Linked DNA regions of Mus musculus: region 2 is linked to region 1. A link is a contact called in public Hi-C data. All regions are on one chromosome and are shown on one strand. Each heading gives the region's core, a stretch centred on a gene start, on an enhancer-like site or on the middle of the called end of the contact. The rest is flanking DNA. Distances are from core to core; before and after follow the strand shown. Region 1 holds the start of Agl (amylo-1,6-glucosidase, 4-alpha-glucanotransferase). Region 2 overlaps Agl (amylo-1,6-glucosidase, 4-alpha-glucanotransferase).

Region 1 (4,971 bases), core at 98-2,597:
ACTCTCTACCACTTCTTTTTCTCCCTAAGGTAGGGACTGAACCCAGGCTAGGCACAAGTTCTACCCACGAGGGACTTCCTATAACCTGTAGTGTCTGCCTCCGGTGGTCGTCTGCAGCAAGATGAGCTGAGCTATCTTTGTGCTAACGTGACAGGTCTATTCTTAATCAACATTCATTCCTCACCACCAATGTACCTACCATTTTGGCACAAATCAAGATCTATGAAATTTCAGCTAACTTAAAGTTATTTGAGTGCGCGAGTGTGTGTGTGTGTGTGTGTGTGTGTGTGTCTGTTCATGCAGAGGACTGAATCTACAGCCTCATTTATGCTAAGCATGCATTCTACCTGCCAACACCCAGTCCCTAATTTTAAGTTAAAAAAAAATCTAATAGAACGCCAATGCATTAAAAGACATAAAAAGAGCTAATCAAACAACTTGCAACGGACCTTGTTCAAGTCTGAAGAGGGTCTTCTCTAGCTTCTCCATCTCGTTCAGTAGTAAAATTCGAATCTGCTTACTGTGTTCCATTTTGGCTTCTGGAGGATTCGAACTCTTTCCGTAGAACTAAAAGGACTCCAAAGTGGAATGAGTTACCCCTATAAAACAAAGTGGAATTATTTAAAAAAAAAAAAAAAAGGAGAAGAAGAAGAAAAAAAAAAAGAAAGAAAGAAAGAAAAGAAAAGAAAATATGACCTAAAACTCTCTGGAGTTGACAGCGGCACTTACATGTCCTAGATAGGTTTAAAGCCAAGAAGAGCAATGAGAAAGAGCAAAATCTTGTCAGTAAAGCCCAACAAGGGAGAAGTTTCTTCTCTCTTGGAGCAGAATAAGAAAGCCTGAAGCAAAGATGTAGAGTCTTACACTCAGTTCAAAACAGAGCAGACCAACAAAACCCCTAAAGCATTCTCAGAGAAAAGCAATGCATCCGCGAAAACCCTGGAGTTCAGTGGCATAAATTCCGTTCCTGAGCCAGGGGGCCCTGAAAACTCCAAATGGCACTGTAGCCTCCAGCAGATCAGGCTGCTGAACAGGTGGAAGAGCGCCCAGTTCCCAAATTCGGGTCTGAAGCCACCAATAGGGAGGTGATTGGAGAGGTTAGCAGTTGCTGTCCCGGGAATAGCTGCGGCGGCGGTGGCATGCGATGTACAGAGCGGCTATAGATAGAAGGAATGCGCGTCCGGAGACGGACGCATTCCAGGCACTTACGAGCGGGATAGACGTGCGGCGTCGGGAGCGGGAGCCGGAGCCGGGTACAGCGGGAACGCCGGACGCAGCGGCGGCCCGGGGAGGGCAGGGCGGCCGTGAAGGGCACGGGGAGGGGCGCCGGGACCCGGGCCAGGGGACAGTGACAGGCCAGGGCCGCCGAGACTCCGCCCCCCGCGGCCGGAGGACGTGCCGACTCCGCTGGGCCCCGGACTAGCCTGGGGGGCGTGGCCCTGCCTCCCCGCCCACTTCCGGGAGCCATCGCCCCCGCTAGCACAGACCACTGATCTCGCGAGAGGTGGGCACGGCTTGTGGGTTTGAGGGGGTCTGGGCTTTGGGAACTGTCATTGCCCTGATGTGCGATCGCTCTGCCTCTCTAGGAAAAGTGAGTTCAAGAGCGAAGAAGAGCTGGGATAATGTTTAGTTAGGGACGTTCTTTCTGGGAAGAAAATGCAAAGTTGGGAAAACCAAGTTTCTTAAAATTCCCTGCTTGGCTTCATTAACCTTGTGACACACTGGTCGCTGGGAAGAGGGGACCTCAGCTAAGGAACTGCCTCCATCAGATTGGCCTGTGGGCTTGTGCATGGGAGCATTTTCTTGTTTTATGGTTGCTATATGGGAGGAAAATAGGCATGGCCACCCCTGGGCAGATGGGCCTTAGTTCCATAGGTAAACAGGCGGCCCAGCCCGGGAGGAGCAAGCCAGCAAGCTGCACTTCTCTATGGTCTCTGCTTGAGGTCCTGCCTCTGGGTCTTTCTCGTTGAGTTCCTGCTTTAACTTCCTCCAATAGAGCACTGTGACCAGGAAGTGTAAGCCAAACACTTTCTTTCCCCAACTTGCTTTTGGTTCAGGGTTTTGTCACAGCAAACATGCATTTTTATTTTTTATTTATTTTTATTATTATTATTTGGTTACCGTTGATTTAAAGACAAGGAAACAGACTCCCTCAAAGGTTAAGTAACATGCTTAAAGCCGCTTCATGAACAACGGAGTGTATGTGATTTCAAGTACATTCCCGATGATTTTGGTTCACTAAACCCTTCATCTAAGGTTGGCATTATTTTCCGTGGCTTGATATCAATAAGGACTTGGTAAAATGGAAGAATGAGTGTGCATTCTAGCTTATAAAGACGTTCTGGTTTTTCTGTGACAGTCATCTCAAGATTTCTCCTTCAGGTCTGATGTTCCCTTAGGCGTCTCTTCTGCTGTGTTCCTAGGAAGTGTGGAGGCCAGAGTGCGCCCTCTGTGAACTGGCTACAAACTCCTGCTTGACCATGAAATCCCCCAGTTGAAGGCTGCCTGCTAGACTAATGAACCCAGCAGGTCTTCGTTTGGGGAGGGTTGAAGAATGGGAGCCGGTGACTCAGATACCACACTCTATCGCTGTATGTTGGGTTTCTCTGATTTTCTTTTTTAAATGTAGATTACCCAAAGCGTTCTGATCCATAACTTCTCCATCTGAAATGTGGAGCATGGGTGCACGCTCTGACACTTTATCTGGTACAGATTCATCACACTATCCTCTGGCCAGCTCATTTTGCTGCTCCCCAGTGGATAGCTGTTCTCCAGGGCTGCAAAACTAGCCTTTCCCATTGTCCTGCCTCCAGCACAACTCACATGGTATGTCTAATGTCTCAAGTAGATAGCGGTGATTTATCCTTCTGAAAGTGCTTAAATTTTTCACGTGTTGTTAATTCTACTCAACTTTGGAGGTTTCATTTTGTGAAATAAGGAGAATAGTAAGTCACGGACATCTGCTTTGGTAAGAGACTCCTCGTAGAGTGCTTCTACAAGTCACATGACGTGACTCTAAAATGAGACTCGACAAGGATGTGCTATCTGTGAAGTTCTTGGAGTGCCAAAGATGGCGTTCCACAGCGCCACATGCATGCTGATGGATGTTTGTCACATTTGTGGCGTCCTGTGCATGCAGGATTTATATATACACAACAGTTTCATCCTGTAGCTCCCAGGAGAGAATCCTTAAGGACCTTCTAATAGACAATCTCAGTTTCTGTTAGTCCCGCAGATGAGAGGAGAAAAATGCCTACCCAAATCATGGACAGTTTAATTAAAGCAAGCTTTCTTTTTGTGCCTTCCCCTGACCCAGTGTTCATGAGATCAGCCGTGGATGTGGGAACGATACTGGTTTTTATACTCAGGAATGGGGGTGGTGGTGTTCCAAATAAGGGATTTGTCAGGCAATAGGTGGGGTTACTGTTAGGTCAATGATGCTGTCAAACAAACTGAAGGAAAAGGCCCTGGGGCATGACAGATGTAAAAGGTTACAGAAAATTTCTTACTCTGGGAAGAGGAGGTACTAGGGAAAATTTATTCTCAGTGTTTGGTTCTAAATCATGGAAATTGGGAAAAACAGAGCCTAAGAACAAAATAAAGATTAGTCAGTGATAAATATGTCCTTAAAAATATATAGCCGGGCAGTGGTGGCATACTTTTTACTCCTAGCACTTGGGAGGCAGAGGCAGGCGGATTTCTGAGTTCGAGGCCAGCCTGATCTACTGTAGTAGCCTCCCCTCCCCCAGCCTTAGGGTTCCACTGTTTACACCTGGATGGAGCTTGCCGGCTCAATCGTTCTGCCATGCCCACTGCTGGAACCTGCCTCCTTGCTATTGGTCCCAGGGACTATTTGGCGGGAATCCCCCCCCCCCACCTCCTCCCCTTCATAACTGCATGCTGATATAGTAAAATTGAGCTTTGATCAGAATGCCTGTCTTAGCTGCATCATTTTTTCTCGTCGCCTAGCCCCTCTTCTCTTCCAGGTTTACAAAATGCCTTTCCAGGCTAGAACCCAGGCTGTTATCTGCTGGCCAGACACAACAATCTACAAAGTGAGTTCCAGGACAGCAGGGCTATACAGAGAAACCCTGTCTTGAAAAACCAGAAAAAAAAAAAAACAAAAAAACCCCATATATATATATATATGGCCTGGGGAATGGCTCAGTGGTTAATAGCACTGGCTGTTCTTGCAGAGAATTTGGGTTTCATTCCCAGCACCCACAACTGTCTGTAACTCCAGTCCCAAGGGATCTGACACCCTCTTCTGCCCTCAGTGGGCATCAAGCATGTGCCACGATGCACGCGTATACATGGAGACAAGCACACACATTAAAAAAAAGCCTAAGAAAGAAAAATCATCTTAAAAATTCGCAGGCACTGATACAACCAATCAGCTGAAGAGTCTATGGGATACTTGCAAACACCAGGATTTACTGGTGTGGTTTTTTTATTTCTCCCCTATGAAAGATCTTCTAAGTGTTCCTCAATTTAAAACCAAGCATTTTAACCCTTTCCGACAGTTTTCAACTTTCTGTTGAAATTGTGGACTCCACATTTCCCACAATGCAGGGCTTCCAGCTGCCATTTTGGTTTAGAAGAAGGGACCAGGAAGGGGAGGGTGCTGAACCTGGTCGTCTATATTTGTCATGGTTATGTCGGATATGTTGCAGTAAAGGCAAAAGAGCAGCAGGTTAAATCAGACATCGGTTCATTCCCGTCTGGCATAACAGCCTGGGTAAAGAGATCAAGGCTAGTGGAACATCCCTCTGACACACAGAATGCAGACTTCCTGATTTCCTCCTGGGCCAAACTCTTCTTAATTGCTCGAAAGTCTGATGGGGCAGAGCTATCATAGCCAAGTTCATGCAGCAGGGTGAAGAAAAAAGAATAAACTTCCTTTTCAAGATATTCTCTTTTAAAAGGCACGGCATCTCCATTTATAGCTGGCTAGAATCTCTGCGATAGGCG
Region 2 (5,118 bases), core at 1,714-4,213, 55 kb before region 1:
CTAATAATACTAATCTATGTGGGTTAAACACAATTTCAACTGCCTTCTTCTTTTCCCTTTCCCCTTTCCCCTTTCCTTTCCTTTCCTTTCCTTTCCTTTCCTTTCCTTTCCTTTCCTTTCCTTTCCTTTCTCCTTTCCTTTCCTTTCCTTTCCTTTCCTTTCCTTTCCTTTCCTTTCCTTTCCTTTCCTTTCCTTTCCTTTCCTTTCCTTTCCTTCCTTTCCTAGACAGTGTTTCTCTGTGTCCATCCTGAAACTCATTCTGTAAACCAGACTGGCCTTGAACTCAGAGCTACCTGCTTCTGCTACCTCCTGGGTACTAAGATTAAAGGCATTCACACCCACCACCCAACTCAACAACCTTCTTAATACTAATATTCCAACTTACTCTGGGTCTAAAGTTTTCATGCCAAGGGGACCAAGCAATTTTTTTTCTGCAATTTCCAAAGCCTTCCAAGCCTTCTCAGCAGTAAAGAGTTCAGGGGCCTAATGAAGGTGAAATAAACAAAGAAAAAACATTTTAATATCGCAGAACAATTAGTTCTTACTCATGTAAGAATATGGTGTAGGTCAGATGGTGAGTGGAACCTGACGACTCTAATCCTCCGAGGCGGAATCTGAGTCGCCTTTCTCGGCTGAGAGGCTGGGAGAGCGCACGGGCCACCGGGGCCACCCGTGAACAAGAACCAAACAGGAGCCACAGCTACACCGGAGGCAGAGCTCACCTCCCGCTGCCACGTCCTAGGCGTGCAGGAGCCCTATACGCGTACCCGAAGCTTCTCTCCTCTCTTCTTGGCGATAATGAACTCAGAACTTGTACGCCAACAGCACAAATGCTTGCGACGGGTGGAAGGAGAGAAAATCTGCACCCATCTTACAGAGAAAGCGGAGCAAAGGCATCACGCCAAAGTGCCTCTGTGCAAGCCTGCTCTCTCTCTCTCTCTTTCTTTCTTTTTATTTTATGTGCATGGCTGGGTTTTGTCTGCATGCATATCAGTGTGAGGGTGTGAGTTACAGAGAGTTGTGGTTGCTGGGAAATGAACCCGGGTCCTCTGGAAGAGCAGTCACTGCTCTTAACCACTGAGCCATCTCCAGTCTGAAAGGGTACACTTTCATACCACTACAATTAGTAATATCTGCTTAGTAATCTTTTTGACAAAGTCAAACACCCAGGGAGGCATGGCTAAACACAGTCCTCCTAGTCCACTGCCCTGAAGAGTTTATTTTTAGACTGAGATTTTACAATAAAAGGGGATCAAGAATTCTTAGCTAGGTGGCTGGAGAGATGGCTCAGTGGTTAGGCACACTAGCTTCTCTTCCAGAGGATATAGGTTCAATTTCCCCACACCTACAGGGTGTAATTCTAGTCTCAGGGATCTGATGCCCTCTTCTGGCTTCTTGGGGCATTGCATATACATGACATACATTACATGCAGGCTCCTCCTCCCCCCCCAATAAAATGGTAAAACAAAATAATAATTAATAATAAATAATCCTTAGCTAAATAGAACTAATGAGAGAAAGACCACAAAGGAGACAGATGTGACTATAAGCTGCTGTGGACATTCCCTAACACAGAGCTTTCTGTCTAGTGCACTGGGGAGCTGTTTGTGGCATGCGCTGAGGTAACACAAATGTTCAGCAGGCCAGGGTGAGGGCTGAGGCCGACTGAGGCAGCTGGACCTGGCCTAAGAGACCCAGTCCATTCAGCCCAGTGTGTGCATAGACGCCAGGTACTGGGCATGTGTGACTCTGGGAGCGTTTGTTTCTCTGCATCCACTATTTTCCATTTTTGACACTAAATGTTTTGGATTAGAGGTGGTATGCATACTAAATTACTCTAAAACCATAGAATACTATCCAGAAAGCAATAATGTTTCATGGTTAAGTGGAACTTAAAACCAAACAGAAGAAAAAAGGCCCTTAGTAGAGTTACCATGACATTTTTGAAATGTGAAGGCACTATATCACTCACCACGACCATTGCTATGGTGAAGTTGGGCCTGAGCTGATAGTCACACCAAGGACTCGACGCACCATAGCTGTCCTTGTAGATGCCGCGTTTGTGAACCAGGTTCGGATGCTTCTCGTTAGGATCTGAAGGGTCTTCGGAAACATGAAACAGCTTTTCGAAATTGTTTTGTATTTTTCTGTTCCACTCATCGTACGAGACTGCCACAACCTTTCCTGAAAAGTGACAAGAGACATTTTGTAGATCTTCAGAACATTTAAACATCTGTTATTGCCAAAACTTCATATTTAGCTTCATTATGAAATAAATTATCTATGTTTTAGAAAATGTGGCTGCTTTAGATGGAGATATGCTATAAATTCAAAGACCAAATACCTCTCCCAAAAGAATGACAAACAGCTCAGGACTAACTTCATACTCAACACACTGTGCTAACAAATAACACTTCATATGCACTGAATTAAACATACAGTTACTTTCACCTACTTCTTTTTTTTTTTTTTTTTTTTTAAAGATTTATTTATTTATTATATGTAAGTACACTGTAGCTGTCCTCAGACACTCCAGAAGAGGGCGTCAGATCTTGTTACAGATGGTTGTGAGCCACCATGTGGTTGCTGGGATTTGAACTCTGGACCTTCGGAAGAGCAGTCGGGTGCTCTAACCCACTGAGCCATCTCACCAGCCCCACCTACTTCTTTTTTACGTTTTAGAAAGTCTAGGGCTGGAGAGATGGCTCAGTGGGTTAGAGCACCCGACTGCTCTTCCGAAGGTCCAGAGTTCAAATCCCAGCAACCACATGGTGGCTCACAACCATCCGTAACGAGATCTGACTCCCTCTTCTGGAGTGTCTGAAGACAGCTACAATGTACTTACATATAATAAATAAATAAATCTTTAAAAAAAAAAAAAAGAAAGTCTAGAGTTGTACAGGTAGCTCAAACATTGCTTCTGTTGCGTAGGAACATTGCTTCTGTTGCGTAGGAATTGTTCCAGAAAGGGATGGGAAGATTTCCAGACTGCCCATGTGCGTGACTTGCTCACAGAGTGAGGGAGAGGCCATGGAGGCAGGCACCACGCCGCCTCTTCTCTCAGCTCACTGGTGCTGTAGGAACGGTGTCAGTAACCAGCTGTTAGCATTTCCATATTGGGAATTAACCATTTTTCTTTCTTCTTAAAAGCTAGCCTTTTCTGGTATTGATTGGCTGAACCCAATGACGGCGACAAAGGTTAATGACTTGTAGGTTCCTTGGAAACAGGCCAGCTTACCATGTCTTTTTACTCTGACTTCATGATAAGGAAAGATATTTTTCTTAGACAATTCCAGCAACCAACGAACAGCAGATTTACACAAGCCCACGATTTCCACAGCAGACCCATCTCTAAAATTAGAAAAATGTATTTTCTATGTTGAGTTTATTTAACCATTATTTAAAAGGGCATTCAATAAGTAATTCTGGGTTGGGGATGTAGCTCAGAGTTGAACGTCTAGAAATAATGAAGGCTTTGGGTAGAATAGAACCAAACCAAACCACTACCAACGACAACAACCTATTTGGTGAATATTGTACCTAATGCACCATACAAGCAACTACCTGTGCCCACATCTTCACGTTATAAGTAATACATATTATATACATATGATATCACATAAGAAATCTCCTCCCTTACTATTTTGGCATTGATTTTTGTTTCTAATATTTAAAAAGACATATTTTTATTTGTATATGCATGTGTATCTATGTGCACATGGCACACGTGTGGATGCCCAGATAAGAGTACCGGATCTCTTGGAACTGGTTGCAATGGTTGAGAGCCTCCCACGGTGAGTGTTGGGAAGCAAGCTTGGGACCCGCCCAGCAGCAGGCTTTCCTCACAGCTCAGCCATCTCTCCAGGCTCTCCTGACACTCATTTGTTCCTGAGCTTTGAAGACTGGGTCTTTCTCTTTAGTCCTGGCTGATGTGTTTGAAGATAAATCTTTAATAAGAAAACAATTTCCAGGCTGGAGAGGTGGCTCACTGGATAAGAGCAATTACTGCTCTTGCAGACCACCCTGGTTCAGCTCCCAGCACCCACAGTGGGCAGCCTTCAAGTGCCGGTAGCCTGGCACAATCAGATGACCTCTGCTGGCTTCCACAGGCGCCTGCACACATGTGCACCTCCCAAATGGGCACATTTTTTTTTTCTTTTTAAAGAAAATAGTTGCTAAGCTTAAATCAGTATCAAGAACTTGTGATATTTGTCGATAACTTCTAAACTCATAAAAGAAAAACCCTTGGATAACAAAAGTAGAGATAAAAGTTTTCAATTAGTTGTTTTCCATTCTTGTAAGACTGGTGAAATAAAATCTTTACATTGTGTGAAGTTCACATTAAGAAATGTCTTAAAGAGGGATGGTGAGATGGCTCAGCAGGTAGCTCTCTTGGCCTTTGCTGCCAAGTCTGATGACCTGGGAGCCACATGGTGAGGCGAGAGAAGTAACTCTCATAGTTGTCCTCTGACCTGCACATATGCGAAAACATACATACACACACAAACACACACACCAAGAATAACTGTAACTTTTTTTTTATTTTAAAGGTGTCTTAACCATTGGGATAATGAATCATAAACGTTTGAGATTCTTGTAGAGGTGCAAATTCATGAGTTCTCTCGGATGAGAACAGGTTATTTACACCAGAGGGCGGTTTTATCTGTAATAATGGTGGCAAGGAATAAATGAGTGAAGAAGGAAACAGCAGAGGAGGAGGGAGAGGAGAAAGAGGAAGGACAGGTCTGGAACGCTTTAGAGTGAGGACAATGGTTAGCAGAACAAAAGATGCTGTGTGTTTAAAAAAGGGGCTGGTGAATTAAAAGTGCCTCGGCAGACGCATCCATACACAGACTCTACCTTGGAGTGGCTGGGATCCCTCTGTTCCTAGCTCGGTCACTCTCTCCCATTTTATCCATCCACGTGCCACAGTTGAAGCGATTTCCTCCATAAACAAATCCTGTTTCTTCATCAATCCCCGCAGTTATGTTGAAACCTGAAAAAGCAAACTAAGACACTTACAGAGCAGCCATGGAGGTACAGGTTTGTGGTCCTAGCACTCAGGATGCAGAGGCAGAAGGATCACATGAGAGGTTGAAGCTGGCTTATGTAGTGAAC

Evidence for each region. A called contact is a pair of places that touch in the nucleus more often than the background predicts.
Region 2: a contact with region 1 is called in a Hi-C map of liver, with 2.4 times the contacts expected there. The contact joins the enhancer-like site here to the promoter of Agl in region 1. A contact is called at or near these places in 7 of 39 promoter capture datasets (the HPC-7 cell line, embryonic stem cells, epiblast stem cells and 3 more), 4 of 484 Hi-C or Micro-C datasets (cranial neural crest, differentiating spermatogonia, liver and 1 more), 6 of 115 datasets of contacts at active chromatin or transcription factors (CD8 T cells, the NIH/3T3 cell line, the SCID.adh cell line and 1 more) and 3 of 9 other capture datasets (adipose tissue, embryonic stem cells and pancreatic islet).

Annotation. Positions count from the first base shown.
Region 1 is chr3:116,806,819-116,811,789 of GRCm38.p6, forward strand. Agl (amylo-1,6-glucosidase, 4-alpha-glucanotransferase) reads right to left here and starts at 1,348. Exons shown (of 34, transcript NM_001081326.1): 1 at 1,210-1,348; 2 at 450-599. The coding sequence starts at 531.
Region 2 is chr3:116,750,013-116,755,130 of GRCm38.p6, forward strand. It overlaps Agl (amylo-1,6-glucosidase, 4-alpha-glucanotransferase), which reads right to left. Exons shown (of 34, transcript NM_001081326.1): 28 at 4,861-4,996; 29 at 3,239-3,351; 30 at 1,973-2,184; 31 at 386-483. Among named protein-coding and RNA genes, the nearest start is that of Slc35a3, 40 kb to the left of the region's middle. Within about 2 kb of position 2,964, at least 4 of the 459 cell types and tissues checked have an H3K27ac peak or open chromatin away from gene starts, as enhancers often do. A contact at or near this core is called in liver, where this site is marked.